Regions from separate parts of the Danio rerio genome. Here region 1 is linked to region 2. Evidence: chromatin contacts called from public Micro-C data. All regions are on one chromosome and are shown on one strand. The core of a region is the stretch at or near the end of the contact, and the rest is flanking DNA. Distances in the headings are between cores, read along the strand shown. Region 1 overlaps piezo2a (piezo-type mechanosensitive ion channel component 2a). Region 2 holds the start of piezo2a (piezo-type mechanosensitive ion channel component 2a).

Region 1 (2,768 bases), core at 127-2,626, 66 kb after region 2:
TTCTGCGGGTCTGCAGCTGGATATTATTGGATTTTACCGCTGTCACTCTCTCGTGTACATGCACAAATGGCAGATATGAACGTGTGCGCAGATGTACAAATCTGCATTTGCTGGCAGACAGTTTGGGCTACTTATCAGAATTATGGGAATGATCGGCCCGACAGTATTTTAATTGCATAAACGTTTTTAAGTCTTATGCCTTATCCGGAATATAAAGATACATACATTTAGATCATTTACTATTATTGAATTGTGAAGAGTCTTTCAACCAGCACAACACCTTCAGTGTTAATCATTATCATTTCCTGTAAGTCTTTATTTGTGTGTGTTTTAAACTCCGTCTTTAATTATAATGGCATTTTCCCTGCAGTCTGTACGCTCACATATGAACCCCGTGTCAACAGAAAGCGTGATGTGTTATGAGTGTAATGCTTTATGGCCTGAGTCTGTGTAATCAAGCTACCGACTTCAGCGGTAAAGCAGAGACCAGATCTGACTTCATGCAGCATTAATCATCAGATCAGTGCAGAGTCAGTGACGTTCAGCAGACACACACTTTCTGATCGCTCACTTCTCTAATGCTGTTAACACTGCATTTATAATCCACTATGTGTGTGTGTGTGTGTGTGTGCGCGCATGCCTTTGTGTGCAAGTGAGTGTATGAATATGTGTGTGTCTCTCTGTGTATGCGTGTGTGTGCATGCATGGGTTTGTGTGTGTGCATGCATGCGTTTGTGTGTGTGCATGCATTTGTGAGAGTGTATGTGGGAGTGTTTGTGCAAGTGAGTATGCGCATGCTTGTGTGTTTGTTTCTGTGTGTGTGTGTGTGTGTGTGTGTGTGTGTGTGTGTGTGTGTGTGTGTGTGTCTGTCTATCTATAAATGTGCCCATGTATGTTTGTGTGTGTGTGTCTTTGTGTGTCTTTGTGTGTGTGTGTGTGTGTGTGTGTGTGTGTGTGTGTGTGTGTGTGTGTGTGTGCATGCTTATGGGTGTGTTTGTGTGGGTATCTGCATGTGCGTGCGTGTACATATGTGTCCATCTGTCTGTTTGCATGCTTATGTGTGAGTGTGAGTGTGTGTGTGTGAGTGTGAGTGTGAGTGTGAGTGTGTGTGTGTGTGTGTGTGTGTGTGTGTGTGTGTGTGTGTGGGTGTGGGTGTGTGTGTGTGTGTGTGTGGGTGTGGGTGTGTGTCTGTCTATAAATGTGACTGTGTATATTTGTATGTGTGTGTGTGTGTGTGTATGTGCATGTGTGTGCGTGGGTCTGATTGTGTGCATGTGTGTGAATACGTGGGTGAGTATGTATGTGTGCGTGTGTGTGTGTGTGTGTGTGTGTGTGTGTGTGTGTGTGTGTTCGTTCAGCAGCTTCACATCTGGAACACATTTGCTGGTGTTGTTTTTTCGGTGGCGGTGCTGAACTTACCAACCAACCCCCAGCCCTGCTCTATTTTCTCCCTTATTCTTTCTCTCTGAGCTCTTTCACAACTTTCCTGATTCATACTCTCTGAGCAGGGCACACACACACACACACACACACACACACACACACACACACACACACACACACATCTGATCAGTAAACTGCAGTCTCCATATGGACGTGTGGAGCAGTGCGAGTGGCTGATGTTGGTCATTGCTGCTGGTTTAGTGGTAGTTACTGCAGGAATGTTCTCCACATGCTCAGATCTTTATGGATCGTGACAGGCAGATAATTAAGACCACGCTCTAACTGTTTAAAGGTGTGTGGATGAAGTCAAGTTGTTTTAATATTATTATTCTTATTACAGAGTCCAACACAAACAACTAGCAGTCGCTTTTTTCCAAGAAAAACAGTGTGTAAATTAAACAGTGACAGCTGAGCGTAAAACACCACAATCACAAATAAACACAAGGAGAATACCTGAAGGAGATTGTGTTATGGCCCGTTTCCACTGAGTGGTACGGTTCGGTATGGTTCTCTACTCTTTTATGGCCGATTCCACTGTCAAAAGGTACCAAAAATCAAACTGTACCGTACCACGTTTTGGGAACCCTTTGCACAAAAAAAGGCTGACAAAAGGCAGAGCTAGACCCACATCTGAATGCTATTGGTTTACAGTAGGGCTGTAACGATACACCAAACCCACGAATCGGTTCGTATCACGATTTTTTATTTATTTTTTTTTTTTTGTGGGGGGGTGGGAAAAAAAGATTTGTAAAACTTTTTTTTATTAAATAACATTTGAAAAATCTTTATAAACTGAACATCAAAGAACAATATTAACTATGCAAATTATTAACAATATAAAAGCCATGTGTAAAATAAATAAATAGCCAAAGCTATATCACTTCTGTTTTCTTTGTATCAAAATACTGTCGAAAAACCAAACAGAACTAAACTGCATTGTGTAGATGGTTCAAGCATGTTGAACTTTCTCAATCAAGTTCTCTTACATAGAAAAAGTAAATTAAATGGCTATTAGGGATGCTCATTTCGGTAATTTTGCTAACCGTTATTAACGGTTAACTGGTCAGATTACTATTTATTTTATATTAAACAAATTGACGTCTATTTTTTGTCTGACACATTAAATATTGCATTTTAAAAAACTGATTTATTTTTATATATATATAATTTTATTGCAATTTATTTTATTGCATTGCTTTTTATTTTATAGATCACATTTACCAGGCATTTGGACATTTTGACTCATCCAATTGTTTTCTACATGCACACGAGTGAATTTATAAAAGTTTTTAATAGAAGTTTTGCTATGGTTTACATTTTCTCTA
Region 2 (2,962 bases), core at 289-2,788:
ACAATCCCCGCAGAAAAACAAGAGTAGGCTTATAACATTTAACTCCGAAATACTTTGGATAAAAGCGTCTGCTAAATGACTAAATGTAAATGAAATGACCATTACATTTCATAAATGATTGCAAAGAAACTTAAAATAGCTGAATTACATGTTAAAACTAAAGTATTTCTTTGGTAACACAATCTTTAATTTATTTACGTCTTGGAAAAACATGTAGACATTAAATCCAAGTATGTAAAATGACTAAAATCACATTTAATCCAACAGATAAGATTGAAGGGTGAAATATTATTAGATATTTAGGTGGGCAGCAGGTGGCGCTGCAGCCGCTTTTATAATATTTGCTCAAACGTTACTCTTGAATATATGCAAAACTACATTACTTGAGTTTTGTTATAACAAAAATTAAAAGTATAAATAACAGCCTTTGAAAAAAATAAGTGAAAATAAACAAAATAATTATGTATTTTATTGTTCGTTTTTACGTATCTTTTTGTTTAAAGTAATTTAGTTTTTTGGTTGCAAATGAAATATGTTTTATTAATTGTTGTGACGCCAAGTGACAACATGCTATTTTTTTTTAACAAGAAACAACTGTTCATTGACATACAAGAATTTCACGGGAACATGATTTTTCCATTTACATTTTTTTTATTAAATATATTTTACAATATTAGTATATGTGCTAAAAAAATCATATCAAGTAAAAACTAAATTCGTTTAAATATATTCATATTCATATATATATATATATATTCATATATATAGCCTACAGATAATATTTTTTCAATATCTCTTGGATGGATAGATAAAACTTATCTGATTATGTAATATATTTAATTAGATGGATGGATAAAGATATTATTTTGTTATTTATTTATTTGATACATTAAATTTAGTTAGTTTAAAATTATACTCTTAAAAAAGTAAAACATAACAGCTCGTATTTTCACAATACTTTATCTAGAAAGTAATTCACAGTTACTTAAACGTGATTTAAGTTTGTAATATATTATGTAATGTTTAAATTTAGCCCAAATAAATTGTTTTCAAAGTCTCACCTCCATAGGGAAATTGTAAATACAATGATTTTTTTTAAATGTAGAAGGACGGAGGGATGTAGGTTTATAATATATTACATTTTCCCAAAACTGAAGCCGTGACAGCAACCGCCGTTATTCCAAGAGTTTTAGTGTGCGCGCGCGCTTTCTAGTTAGTTGTGTTTTCCACGTGTGTGTGCGCGCACTGAAAATAATAATTGAACAATTATTCGTTGAATAGTTGAACAATACTAAAGTGAATTAGATTAAATTCAGCACAGAAATCGTTTGCAAACACTTACCTTAAAAAGTCAATCCAATGAAGGCTTTTTTTCAGTGTGTGTGTAAAATGTACCTGAGCCTCCACCCTCTCTCTCTCCGCTGCTCTCCCCGGGGCAGGGCTCTGTGCGCCGGCTTGTGACTGGTGGAGCGCCGCGTCAGAAGTTTTTCAGGGTGGTCCTTCAAGCCTGTTCATTGAGGAGCTGCAAAACTAAGTCCAGATGCTAGTAAGACACAGCTGTGCTTCAACACAATAACACAACTCCAAAAACTCCACAAAGCCCGGCTAAATCACGCTTTATAAGCGGCTTCTGGAGCTCCAGGCACTGGGGAACGGGCTATGTGTCGCCGCCGGAGAACCAACACTCCCGCAGGGTATGAATAGTGGACATTAAACCGCTGTTTTTTCCGGAGGAGAAGCAACATGGTGTCTCCTGTCAACAGGTAAAGACGAGATCTGAACTCTGGAGAAGTGAAACATGTGTGAACGCAAGTGAAGCCGCTGATCCGGATTATCTGGAGCTCCAGGCTCTGCCCGGCCGGAGGATCATGATCTGCGGTTCATTGGGTTTCTGATCCCGGTGTGAGTGAAATGATGATGGCCTCGGAGCTGCTGTGTGGACTCATCTTCAGGTTACTCCTGCCCGTGTGCCTGGCTGCAGGTAAGAACCTATTTAATGCACTAATGCAAGAAAGCAGTGTTTGGTTCTGAACCATTCAATTCTATTTGTTTATTTTTGGTGATGAAATGTTTTATTTTTATTTTCCATGTTTTTTTATGATTCTGAATGCTTAATATGTCTTCCAGGGATCTTTTAAGCTTGAAATGTGTTTAAAAAGTGACTGCTATGAACGTGTAATAGTTTGCAGTGGTATATTGTCTGAGTTGATGTTGTATATTATGCTACAGAAACTTTTATACACTTATTTCTCTTGATATTTATTTCTTATGTTATTTAAATCATCTAAAATGCCACTAAAAGTCACTTTGTTAAACTGTAGAGTTGAATTTTCAACATAAAAAGTGGACAGAGCAGAGATCAGCATCCCATAATGCAATTCACCATCGTAAATGAACTAGTGAATCATGAAATATGGAAACTGTTCATTAACATATATATATATAATGGTGTAGACTGTGCCAAAGTAGCTTAGAGGGATCGTTCGCCCAAAACTGAAGGACATTTCTTTCTTCTGTCGAACACAAAGCAGATATTTTAAAGAAATCTGTAACCACTGACTTCCCGGAAAAGACCAATACTGTGGACGCCAGTTTTTACAGCTTTTCAGCTTTATTCACAGAATCTTCTTTTATGTTTAATGGAAGACAGGAAGGATTGAAACAAGTAAAGCATGTGTAAATGATAACCCAATTTCATTTTTAGGTGAACTATCCCTTTAGCATACAGTAGAGGAAGAATAAAGAATACAAAGCCCATCATTTCAAATTATTGATATGAAAAACATTCAAAATACATTAAATTATTTAAGACTGTGGAATTATTCAAGTTATTTAAACTATATCAAATGATTTCAAACACATTCCAGCCATGCAGACCGGCATAAATATCATTTAAATTGACCATTTATGTGTGTATATTTGTTAATGCTGTATTTAAACTCATATTGAACTTTGATTATCA

Evidence for each region. Hi-C and Micro-C count contacts between places; a contact is called where the count stands out from the background.
Region 1: a contact with region 2 is called in a Micro-C map of caudal fin, with 4 times the contacts expected there. The contact joins the enhancer-like site here to the promoter of piezo2a in region 2. A contact is called at or near these places in 2 of 18 Hi-C or Micro-C datasets (caudal fin and an unstated tissue).

The regions. Positions count from the first base shown.
Region 1 is chr24:957,810-960,577 of GRCz12tu, forward strand. The region is part of intron 5 of piezo2a (piezo-type mechanosensitive ion channel component 2a); the gene reads left to right. Among named protein-coding and RNA genes, the nearest start is that of piezo2a, 66 kb to the left of the region's middle. Within about 2 kb of position 1,377, at least 19 of the 62 cell types and tissues checked have an H3K27ac peak or open chromatin away from gene starts, as enhancers often do. A contact at or near this core is called in caudal fin, where this site is marked.
Region 2 is chr24:891,570-894,531 of GRCz12tu, forward strand. piezo2a (piezo-type mechanosensitive ion channel component 2a) reads left to right here and starts at 1,539. Exons shown (of 54, transcript XR_012399642.1): 1 at 1,539-1,981.